Linked DNA regions of Sus scrofa: region 2 is linked to region 1. The links are chromatin contacts, called in public Hi-C maps. All regions are on one chromosome and are shown on one strand. Each heading gives the region's core, a stretch centred on a gene start, on an enhancer-like site or on the middle of the called end of the contact. The rest is flanking DNA. Distances are from core to core; before and after follow the strand shown. Region 1 overlaps LOC110262229 (pituitary tumor-transforming gene 1 protein-interacting protein). Region 2 overlaps CDK14 (cyclin-dependent kinase 14).

Region 1 (6,227 bases), core at 2,077-4,576:
TAGATGATTTTATATAAGTCATATTTGTGAGGTAACCACATGAATATAACTTTTTTTTTTTTTGTCTTTTGCCTTTTCTAGGGCCACACCCGTGGCATATGGAGGTTCCCAGGCTAGGGGTCCAGTCAGAGCTGTAGCCACAGGCCTACGCCAGAGCCACAGCAGCACAGGATCCGAGCTGCGTCTGCAACCTACACCACAGCTCACAGCAACGCCGGATCATTAACCCACTGAGCAAGGCCAGGGATCGAACCAGCAACCTCATGGTTCCCAGTCGGATTTGTTAACCACTGCGCCACAATGGGAACTCCCATGAATATAACTTTTGTGCTAAGAATTACTCTCATACCTTTGTTTAGCTTTCACCTTTCAAACTGCTTTTTTTTTTTTTTTGTCTTTTTGCTATTTCTTGGGCCGCTCCCGCGGCATATGGAGGTTCCCAGGCTAGGGGTTGAATTGGAGCTGTAGCCACCGGCCCACGCCAGAGCCACAGCAACGCGGGATCCGAGCCGCGTCTGCAACCTACACCACAGCTCACGGCAACGCCGGATCGTTAACCCACTGAGCAAGGGCAGGGACCGAACCCGCACCCTCATGGTTCCTAGTCGGATTCGTTAACCACTGCGCCACGACGGGAACTCCTCAAACTGCTTTTTGAGAAAAATAGTCAAATCATGTATGACCCTACTCTTTAATTAATCCTACTCTAGAGCTATATTTTCCTCTCGAAAACATAGAAATCCTAACGATAAATATACAGTGCCTCGCATAAGTTGAAATATGTTCCATGTAAATCAAATACTTGCCATTCTCTCTGTGGTTTATATTCCACTTGCAAAGTTTCTTTTTATTATTATTATTATTTTTTAATTTTCCCACTGTGTAGCAAGGGGATCAAGTTATCCTTACATGTATACATTACAATTACATTTTTTTCCCCACCCTTTGTTCTGTTGCAACATGAGTATCTAGACAAAGTTCTCAATGCTACTCAGCAGGATCTCCTTGTAAATCTATTCTAAGTTGTGTCTGATAAGCCCAAGCTCCAGATCCCTCCCACTCTCTCCCTCTCCCATCAGGCAGCCACAAGTCTATTCTCCAAGTCCATGATTTTCTTTTCTGAGGAGATGTTCATTTGTGCTGGATATTAGATTCCAGTTATAAGTGATATCATATGGTATTTGTCTTTGTCTTTCTGGCTCATTTCACTCAGTATGAGTCTCTAGTTCCATCCATGTTGCTGCAAATGGCATTATGTCATTCTTTTTTATGGCTGAATAGTATTCCATTGTGTATATATACCACTTCTTCCGAATCCAATCATCTGTCGATGGACATTTGGGTTGTTTCCATGTCCTGGCTATTGTGAATAGTGCTGCAATGAACATGCGGGTGCATGTATCTCTTTTAAGTGGAGTTTTGTCTGGATATATGCCCAAGAGTGGGATTGCGGGGTCATATGGAAGTTCTATGTATAGATTTCTAAGGTATCTCCAAACTGTTCTCCAGAGTGGCTGTACCAGTTGACATTCCCACCAACAGTGCAGGAGAGTTCCCTTTTCTCCACAGCCCCTCCAGCACTTGTTATTTGTGGATTTATTAATGGTGGCCATTCTGACTGGTGTGAGGTGGTATCTCATGGTAGTTTTGATTTGCATTTCTCTTATAATCAGCGATGTTGAGCATTTTTTCATGTGTTTGCTGGCCATCTGTATATCTTTGGAGAAATGTCTATTCAGGTCTTTTGCCCATTTTTCCATTGATTGATTGGCTTTTTTGCTGTTGGGTTGTATAAGTTGTTTATATATTCTAGAGATTAAGCCCTTGTTGGTTGCATCATTTGAAACTATTTTCTCCCATTCTGAAAGTTGTCTTTTTGTTTTCTTTCTGGTTTCCTTTGCTGTGCAAAAGCTTTTCAGTTTGATGAGGTCCCATGGGTTTATTTTTGCTCTAATTTCTATTGCTTTGGGAGACTGACCTGAGAAAATATTCATGATGTTGATGTCAGAGAGTGTTTTGCCTATGTTTTCTTCTAGGAGTTTGATGGTGTCCTGTCGTATATTTAAGTCTTTCAGCCATTTTGAGTTTATTTTTGTGCATGGTGTGAGGGTGTGTTCTAGTTTCATTGCTTTGCATGCAGCTGTCCGGGTTTCCCAGCAATGCTTGCTGAATAGACTTTCTTTTTCCCATTTTATGTTCTTGCCTCCCTTGTCAAAGATTAATTGACCATAGGTGTCAGGGTATATTTCCGGGTTCTCTATTCTGTTCCATTGGTCGGTCTGTCTGTTTTGATACCAGTACCACACTGTTTTGATGACTGTGGCTTTGTAGTATTTCTTGAAGTCTGGGAGAGTTATGCCTCCTGCTTGGTTTTTGTTTCTCAGGATTGCTTTGGCGATTCTGGGTCTTTGGTGGTTCCATATAAATTTTTGGATTGTTTGTTCTAGTTCTGTGACACTTGCAAAGTTTCTCAGTTTATTCTTTCAGCTTTTCACAGGTCACCTTTTTGAGGCTGCTGCCCCACTGCCCTTTCAATTTCACTCCCAGCTGAAAGAAATCCCCTCTCTTAATTTCCTTAAGCAAGACCTCACTGTAACTTTACCAAGAACTTGGGAGTCTGTGGAATGGGAACACGTAGGAAACCAGCCACCGGAAATGTGTTTTTCAGGGGTTCACAGCTAAACCTTTCCCAAGGGCAAGTCTGACCTTTGATTTTATTCCTTCATGTGTTGCTAGAATGCTCTTCACCTACCCCACCCTTGACCTCTGCCTTTTAGCCCATATTTATGCCTCCTCCAAATTACTGCTTATTCTGAACACACACACACACCCATCTCATCTGAAGACCAAAGGCAGAGAAAAATGTAGTTTTCCCTTCTGATCCTGGTGTAGAGCCTGCCCCAGCCTAGTGTGGGTCATCGTGTGCAGTCTAGCACCTACAAGTCCTTAACACTCTCCAGTTTAGAAGAGATTTGGGCTTCTAAATCTCTATTTTTTTTTTTGCACAGTCAAAAGTTCCACTGAAGGTTCCTAGTTACCCTCTCCCCCACCCCAAAATATGTAATTGCTTCAGAGGCATTTAGTGAAACAGAAAGATGCTACAAGTTTTTTGAAAAGTTAAGATCCTGCTGCAAATAGATCACCCTTTCCATATAAAATAGTTTTGTTTGTTCATTCAGCGAATAGAGCTAACTGTCAGAGATTCATATGTGTGATGGCTGTATTTTTTAAAATATTGATGGTCATTCGTGCATGTTTGCAGTGTGAGTTCAAAGAATGACTCAAGTATGAGTCAAATGCCCTTTTTTACTCCTAATTTCCCCTTTTTTCAGTAATCTTTAAGTTTCCTGTTTCTTGACATAATTTCAGTGAAATTAAACTTGAACAGTCATTTCATCAGGCAGTGCTGAAACAACTCGATATTCATGTGGGAAAAATGAAACTCAGCTCGTACCTCACACCACAGAGAAAAATTAATTCAAGGTGGATTATAGACCTAAACATAAAACTAAAACAATAAAGCTTCTAGAAGAAAGCATAGGAAAATATCTTTGCAATCTTAGGGTAGGCAAAGATTTCCTAAGGAAAATAGAAAGCACTGACCACAAAAGGAAAAAAATTTTTGGTTGATTTTACTCTATCAAAGTTAAACACTTTCAACAGACAATGTTAAGAGAACAAGCAGACAAGGCACAAACTGAGAGGATATGTTTACAACACATGTATCTGACAAAACACCTGCACCCAAAATATATAAAGAATACCTGCAATTTAACAATATTTTTAAAAATCTTAAAAATATATAAAAAGGTTTTAACAGTCACTTTACAGGAAAAGCTGCATCTAAATTCCCAACAGAAGTTCCCGTCGTGGCACAGCAGAAATGAATCTGACTACAAACTATGAGGTTGTGGGTTCAATCCCTGGTCTCGCTCAGAGGGTTAAGGATCCAGTGTTACTGTGAGCTTTGGTGTAGGTCGCAGATGCGGCTTGGATCTGGTGTTGCTATAGCTCTGGCATAGACTGGCGGCTACAGCTCCAATTGGAACCCTAGCCTGGGAACACCCATATGCCGCAGGTGTGGCCCTAAAAAGACAATAAATAAATAAATAAATAAATTGCCAGCAGATACTTAAAAACTCTCAACATCACTAAGTTCTTATAAAAATACTTTTTTTTTTTTTTTTGTCTTTTTAGGGCCACACATGCAGCATATGGAGGATCCCAGGCTAGGGGTCGAATCCGAGCTGTAGCTGCTGGCCTATGGCACAGCCACAGCAATGGGGGATCTGAGCCACGTCTGCAACCTGCATCACAACTCATGGCAATACCAGATCCTTAACATGCTGAGTGAGGCGAAGGATCGAACCTGCATCCTCATGGATGCTAGTCAGTTTCGTTTCCGCTGAGACATGACAGGAACTCCCCCAAAGTCAATTTTAAACCAAAGCAAGATACTACACATTCACTAGAATGGCAGAAACTAAAGAGAATATAAACTTCAGACTCATGTTTTTCTAGAGAAAAGTGTAAAACTATATAACTACTCTGGGAAATTGTTCAGCACTTTCTTATAAAGTTAAACACATACTTACCATCCAATTTGGCATTCCCACCCCTAAATATGTACCCCAGTAAAGTGAAAAGCTGACCACACAAAGACCAATCTGTAAATGTTCATAGCAGCTTTACTCCTGGTAGCCTTAGCTTGGAACCAGCCCAGGTATCCATAAACTGGACAATGGATAAACTGAGATCTATTCATACAGTGGAGTACACGCAGAAATAAAAAAAGAACTAACTACTACTACAACCACAAGGATGAATCTCGTAAACATTATGCTTGAGTAAAGGAACTCAAACTAAAAAGAATATATAACATGTATGATTTCGATTACATGAATTTCAAGAACAGGTAAAACTCATCTATGATTACAGAGATGAGAACCACAGTTGTCAGGGGATGGATGTGGTAGGGAATGGCTGGAATGGGCTGGGGAAATTTTCTTCTGTGATAGAACATTTTTTGATAGGAGTGTGGATGAATGCAGGTGTCAGAACTGAAAACTGTGTGTCTGTTTTATCAAAACTGACCAAAATACACAGAAGACCCATGCATTTCCTTGTTTAAATATCTCAATTTTTAAAATTGAGCATCTTTAAAATTATATAATCATTTCATTTAGTCTCTGTTATAACTGTTGATGCATAGATCCACCCTACTAATGCTTCTAATAATGGCCCGTTACTCAATGGTGCTGATGAATAGTAATTTATATATGTCATCCAATTAGGTAAGACTATTTTTTCTATGGAGCTTCTGAATTTTGCTAAACATAACTGCAGATTTAACTTCTATATGCAGCTGTGACCCCCTGTAGATTTGTTTTAGAAGATACAAATTTTCAGCTGAGTTGCCTCAATGCTTTTCACCATGTGATCCCCTTACATGTTTATGTCCATCTTTATGTTCTGATCTGAAATGTCTTCAACATTTGATTCTCTGCCACCAAAATCCCATCAATCTATCACAGCCCAGTTCAATTGCCATTTCTTCCAGAGGCTTTTATTCCCTCCTACAGCTAATTTAGCTCTCAATTCTCTCCTGAACCATTGGAATGCTTTTCCTCTCAAGTTCTAATTCCTATGATAAGGCAACAGCTTAGTGGGATGGAAATCCTATGAAATCAGATTGTTATGATCATTATGCAACTACAGATGTGATAAATTCATTTGAGTAATAAAAAAATTTTTTAAAAAAGGCAACAGCTTAAAATGTATTTAGAACTTCTTTTCTGGATTGGCCTTCTTTCCTAGAGTACAGACCACATAGGGTTAGACACACTGAAGGTGCTCAAACACCGAAATAAAAATTAGAACTTAAAATATGTTGAATTGTATAATGTGATGCTTTTTCCTGAACTCAAGAATATACCTCTAAGATAAGTAACTTAAATGTGTCCAAATAGGTCTTGCCTTATCTAAAAAGAATAGTAGGAGTTCCTGTTGTGGCTCAGCAGGTTAAGAAGCAGACTCATATCCATGAGGATGCAGGTTCAATCACTGGCCTCGCTCAGTGGATTAAGGATCCAGCCTTGCCACAACCTGTGTCTTAGGTCACGGTTGAGGCTCCGATCAGGTCTTGCTATGGCTGTGGCTGTGGTGTAGACCAGCAGCTGCAGCTCCAATTCTACCCCAGCCAGGAACTTCCATATGTCACAGGCGTA
Region 2 (6,232 bases), core at 2,838-5,337, 510 kb after region 1:
TATACAGCTCTAGTCCCTGGATTGCCCGCCTTTGTCATTTATTAATGCCTTACCCCCCGGGCCCCCATCAACACTACAGGTGCCTGAGCCACTCAAGGTGCTGTCCCAAACCGTTTCTTTCTCACTCAGGGTAGACATGTCCAGCCCACCTCCTGGGACGTGGGAGCACCCCCTGACCTTTCTGAGTGCATCCTTTGACGACTGCTGTATTTATTTTTGTCCCTCTTCACAGGCAGCACCTGGTCACCTGGGGCTGGTGCAGCCATCCAGATGGGCCCTGGCTGGTAGAGGTGTGAGTCAGTGATTAAATCTGCATTGTTGTTTACTGCTGCATAATCACAGTACCACAAACTTAGCATCAGAACACACACTTACCATCTCACAATAGCTGGGGGGACAGGAGACCAAGCATGGCTTAGCTGGGGGCTCGGCTGCAGGGTCTTACAGGGCTGCAGTCAAGGTATGAGTTGGGCTGGCCATCTTTTGTGAGGGTGTCCTAGAGAGGGATTTGCTCCCAAGCCCATTCAGCTTCTGGCAGGCTGCTGGCCAAGGGCCTCGGGTCCCTGCTGACTCTTGGCTGAGGCCACCTCAGTTCCTTATCTTGCAGCCTTCTCGTGACCACCTGCTTTCTCGAAGCCCTCAAGGGGAAGAGTCTCCTAGTAAAATGGGCGTCAGCATCTCACACGATGTAATCACAGAAGTGACATCTGATCACTTCAGCTACTCTTTTGGTTAGAAGCGAAGTCACTGGTCGCATCCACACTCCAGGGGACGGACATGAACACCAGGAGCCAGGGACTCAGGGGCCACCTTCAAGTCAGCCCACCTCCATCTTCTTTAATTTCTACTAGGTGACCTCATGGAATTTATGCTCAACTAAAAGCCCTGGGTCTTATTTTATACAAATTATTGCCTGCCGGGTCTTCCCATCTTGAGCAATTAATGAGTAAAACCTAAATCCTGGACATTATGTTTATTGCTATTAGGTTTCCCGGTGTTAGCTTCAGCCAGTTGCTCCTTTCAGATGAAACATTTTTTCTTCCTATCTCAGCCATCAGAATATCATACATCCCTTCCATTTCATATCAGCTGAAAATGTAAGATTTTTCTTGTATCTTCCTTTAAGTCACTGATGAAAATGCCGAAGAGGTTAGTACTAGTGCCGTGTGTGTGTGTGTGTGTGTGTGTGTGTGTGTTTGCACATGTGCACGCAAGCACATACACACACACGCTCTGGAATAGAGATTGAATGAGAAAAAATGAAAAAAAAAAAGCCTTGCTCCTTATACTCAGAACCTCCTTCTAGAGTCTGGTTAGTTGTCTGTGAATCATTTGACACCATCTGAGCCCCACTTCTCAGTCCGATCCTCCTGGGAGCCCAGAATCGCCTTGGTCAAACCAACCTGATTTTGAATTCCAGCTCCACGCACTTAGTTGTGATTGTTTCTAGATAGAAAGCACACAAGCAGGACAAGTTGAGGAGTTCTGCTTTCTCCCTGGTGCATCTCTGAACTTGATACCATCTGTTCCAAAACAGAGTGTGTAATATCCAAGCTGAGCTCTGCTGAGCTTCTTCACAAATTTTATCTAGGACTTCCCACTGAGGAACCAGCAAAAAAGCTTCCGGAACCTAAAGTAGTACAGCTGGGAAGCAGTCATGAGCTTGGAACTGCTGTGGACTTTCAGAGTGTCAGTTTGTTTGTTTGCTTGCATGCTTTTCAGGGTCGCAACTGCGACCTGAGGCATATAGAAGTTCCCGGGCTAGGGGTCAAATCAGGACTGCAGCTGCTGGCCTTCACCACAGCCATAGCAACGCCAAATCTGAGCCACGTCTTCCACCTACGCCACAGCTCACAGCAATGCCAGATCCTTAACCCACTGAGCAAGGCCAGGGATCGAACCCACATCCTCATGGATACCAGTTGGGTTTGCACCCTGCTAAACCACAATGGGAGCTCCCCAGAATGTCAGTTTCAAAATCATCAGTTACTCAGTTGTTCTCCATTTCCTTAGAGCCCTTGCTAAGTCTGATTGAAGTGATCAGCCCTGCTGGAGAATGCACGTCTCATGAAACAGTAAACTCCAGACTGGGAACCCAGCATGCTCCACCCATAACTTCATTAGCACCCACTCCTGTGAGCAGGTTTCATCTGCATTTAACAGGCCAGAATTCCTCTGTGCTCGATCCCTGTTAGAGACTTCCCTGACCCCTTGACCCAGGAAAGCAGTTCTTATTGTGCTTAAACTGCAGGTTTTGTTCAAGGAAAGCCCGTGAACTAATTTTAGCAGCCCTGGGGCCTGTGCAAAAGCAAAGACTAGCCAATGTGAGAGCTGTTAATAATTCGGAAGGGCAAGTCAGTATTTCTGACAAGCCCTCATTCTTCAGCTCTGAGCTCTGGGAGTGTATAATTCATTCTTCTGTTCTTTGTAAAGTAGATGTTTCAGCAGAGAGGCCCTCTTTTTCTCAGTGTCTTCCTCTGCCCATCATAAGGCTGACACAATGAGCAAGATTTATGCTGTACCTGTCAGCACATAGGTAAGACCAGAAGAGTCCTCTGTCTACTGTGACGACACAACGGATGTTAGCCTAGTGAAGAGATGAACCATCAAAGGAACAGGGAGACACAGAAGCCACTCTGACATCAAAGATGACACACCCACTTCCCTTAGGGCATAAGTAGCCCATCAACTCTAACCATGCATTTCACCCCCATTGCCTTTCTAAAAAGGCTCTTCCAGGAAGCAGCATTGATTTTGAATTCTTTTCCCTTGCCCACTTTCTATTTCCCATGCACATGGCCTAGGTGTGGTAGACAAGAGAAGAATTTGAGGTCTGGAATCTCATCAGTCAACACTAGAATAACTCAGAAAAAGTCCTATGTATTTTACTTTGCAGGTAATTCTTCTAAGATGGTCAGAATATTTGATAAGCCCTCTGAGACTGGACACTGTATATGGGGCAGTACAGTGCCTGTGAAAAAGCTTTAACATAAACACTGTAGAAACGTGGGTCGTCGGGGTATCAATCCTACCTTTATTAGGAATGAGAGAATGAGTTGCATGTTTTGCCTGGACTTTTCAGAGTTTATAAAACCCTAGAGGTTCTATTTCATATGTGGTGGATTGATCTTGATCAAGATGGGATTTGGGGGGCTGAAAGTTTCTCCCTTTAGTTGCCAAAGCTTAGTAGTTTGTCCTTTGCACGGAATTCAGTGGGAGCTCCAAGTGAAGCATCCCCTAGATGAGCTGTGCACTGCCCACACACCTGATTGCCTCTCTTTCTTGAAATCATGGGCAGAATTGGTGGAAAGAGAGGGGGGCATGCCTTTTGCAGGGACCCTGTTGTCACAATTGTGACTTGACTTTGCCTCTCTTCTTGTCTTATATCACCATGGGCCCCTCTTGCCTGTCACCTTCTGCTCTCACCCAGCCCCTCCAGAGTGGGACCTTGTTTGTGTAGATCTGCCTGTGTATGTTAGTATTAATTAGTGCTTGCAAAGTTAACCAAGATGATTTTAAAGATTTGCATTCCCTGATCTCCTGAACCTGGATTCCAGGTTTCAGTGAGGAACATCGGGCATGTGTGTAACTCTGATTCACATGGAAGCAGTGCAGGAAGCACTCGCTGTACGTGCCAGCTTTTGCCCTCGCGCCCCCCCAGGAAGTCATACATAGACTCAGAGCTCTGCGTCTCCCCATTGTCTAGTGGTACCTCTGGGCCTCAGAGACAGAGATGAATAGGCGTCCTTTTCTCCCTAATGTCAACTGTGCCTCCAGATTTTTTTTACATTATTTTTAATTTAATTACACTTTAATTGATTTTAGTTTAATTTTTAATTATTAAAATATAGTTGATTTACAATGTTGTGTCAATTTCTACTGTCCAGCTAAGTGGCCCAGTCATATATATTCTTTTCCTCATACTCTCTTCCATCATGTTCTGTCCTGAAAGATTGGATATAGTTCCCTGTGCTGTGCAGCAGGACCTCGTTGATTATAATGCCACTTGTAGCAACGTGGATGCAACTAGAGCTTATCTTACAAAGTGAAGCAACTCAGAAAGAGGAAGACAGATACCATGCCTCCAGTTTTGCCAGCTTCCGGCTTTCTCTCTTCCGCTTTCTAACTCACTTGACTCTCCGTGTTGGTCCAGCATAGTTTGAGTTACAGCATTTGGCACTGACTCCACAGATCAGGGAGTCCCTGTGGAAAAGACGGGTGGGCTAGATTCTTTCCCATGGCCTGCACCTGCTGGGCCTGACTCCATTTTCTGTGGGTGCTTTGGAGAGCACCTGGTCCCAACATGATGCCTACTGCGTGCTGGATGGTGGGCTCCCCCAGACCAGGAGGGTGCTGTTGTCAGCTCCAGAGTACACAGGAGGAAAATAAAGTTCTTTGAGGTCCCATGGCTAGCAAGTAGGGAATCAAAGGAGCGTGACTCCCTATTCTGTGCTCCTCACCTTTCAAGCCTACTGTTCTCCAGTGGAGATTTAACGATCATTGCATATAATAGCAATAGGTGGTGGAACTGAAAATTCAAATAGAGTATGCCCAGTTATACCTGAACTGGAATTTCTGTTTAATTCCCTGGACTAAGTCAAACGTGGTGGGGATGGGAAAGGAGACAGGGGAAGAAGCTGGAAATGTGGATGGAAAAAGATGGTGTAGGCAGAACAGTATTTGGAGATGAAGAAAGTATAAAACACGTGACTAAAGGTGGTAACTGTAACAGACAGTCTGGCCAGTAGAGCGTGGGAGTATTCTGTCTGTCCTGCTTCTTTGAAATATTCTGATACCCAGACAGAGGACGTGGTGGAAGAAGTGACACAATTCTCATAACTGTTCAATGATGACCCATCTGATACTGTGAAGGATGAAAGCTCATGAAAGAATCATGAGGCACACATACATACTTTATTCAGTTTCATGAAGATAACAGTTCATCCTTTGAGTCCTAAGCCTACTTATTAAGTTAGGAGTTGGTAAAATGCAGCAGATTTAACTTATTTTAGCACATTCAGCTGCATTTGTTAAAACGTTAACAAATTTTTAATTTTTAATTTGTTAAGACGTTTTAATTTGTTAAGACTGTTTTAATTTGTTAAGACATTCAACCTGGGTGGCTTTTTAGCTGGGTTTGTTTTTTACTGAAATAAAATCCCTGGCACATGATAATGGAAAAAAAAAAAAATCCAGAATTTCATCATATGTCGTGTACTGTTTTCTACCCTGGAGAATCTTGAGTACTTTGGAAATAATAAGTCTGTTTCCACAATTTCCTACTCTCCACTAGGTTCTTGGGACGCCCAATGAGGACACATGGCCTGGAGTTCATTCTTTACCACATTTTAAGCCAGGTATGTTTCACTAATTACAAATGACTAAGTGCTTCCAAAATGCAAAGGGTGAATGTATAAATGTTCCTCCTCAGGCTGATATATCACCTGGAAAAATTCTGGTTACTTTTGCCATTGTGTGTTATACCTCTTATTGGAGTTGTCCTCTGGTTTTCACAATTTGTCTGTAAAGATGGAATGAGTGACATCCCTTATGAGAGTTTTTCACTGTATGTGTTTCATTGGATTTGACTGGCTAATCTTGTGGTAACCTTTCATTTCATCCTCAGTTAGACTAGCATCCATGTCTATAAAAACAAACTTTATGTCACTATAATCCATCTGTGTGACCTGTAGTAATAATACTAGGCAAAGTATTAAATTGTAAAAAGGAAAAATAACATTTTTGATTTTTTTTTAAATCTCATAATACATGGTTAATTAATTTGAGCATAAATGACAAAATGTTCTATATTTCCAACATTCCTTTTTTTTCATGTTAAATATTTAAACCTCTAAACTGGAAAATCAGAGAAAATGCAGAACTTTTAAAACAAGTTGTCACTTTTTACTTACCACTAGGTGGCAGTCAAGAAACTTTCAGTTTTAATAATTACACTTAACAGAAGAATTTCAAATATGGTCGATTTAATTTTTATGGGAGGGATGAAAGGTTTGCAATTAGAAATTTAATAAAAATCAATGGAACAAATTATTGTAAAATAATCCTCTTTTTTTCTTTTCTTGGTTACAAAACATGGATTATAAAATGAGCCCTACCATAAAATTTCTGAAAGGAACTTTATGGAAGATCTAATAGTCCGTTATTTTATGAGGGGAAAGAGCTATGAATAATCACTACAATAGGAGCCAAGTATACTCTTTTTCTTCCCTTT

The links. A called contact is a pair of places that touch in the nucleus more often than the background predicts.
Region 2: a Hi-C map of alveolar macrophages shows a contact between it and region 1, with 5 times the contacts expected there. The contact joins two enhancer-like sites. A contact is called at or near these places in 1 of 5 promoter capture datasets (liver), 22 of 47 Hi-C or Micro-C datasets (adipose tissue, alveolar macrophages, blood and 13 more) and 2 of 2 datasets of contacts at active chromatin or transcription factors (alveolar macrophages and skeletal muscle).

Annotation. Positions count from the first base shown.
Region 1 is chr9:70,626,080-70,632,306 of Sscrofa11.1, forward strand. The region is part of intron 6 of LOC110262229 (pituitary tumor-transforming gene 1 protein-interacting protein); the gene reads left to right. Among named protein-coding and RNA genes, the nearest start is that of CDK14, 49 kb to the right of the region's middle. Within about 2 kb of position 3,327, at least 4 of the 83 cell types and tissues checked have an H3K27ac peak or open chromatin away from gene starts, as enhancers often do. A contact at or near this core is called in alveolar macrophages, where this site is marked.
Region 2 is chr9:71,131,439-71,137,670 of Sscrofa11.1, forward strand. CDK14 (cyclin-dependent kinase 14) reads left to right here. Exons shown (of 15, transcript XM_021102362.1): 11 at 5,294-5,357. Among named protein-coding and RNA genes, the nearest start is that of FZD1, 210 kb to the right of the region's middle. Within about 2 kb of position 4,088, at least 5 of the 83 cell types and tissues checked have an H3K27ac peak or open chromatin away from gene starts, as enhancers often do. A contact at or near this core is called in alveolar macrophages, where this site is marked.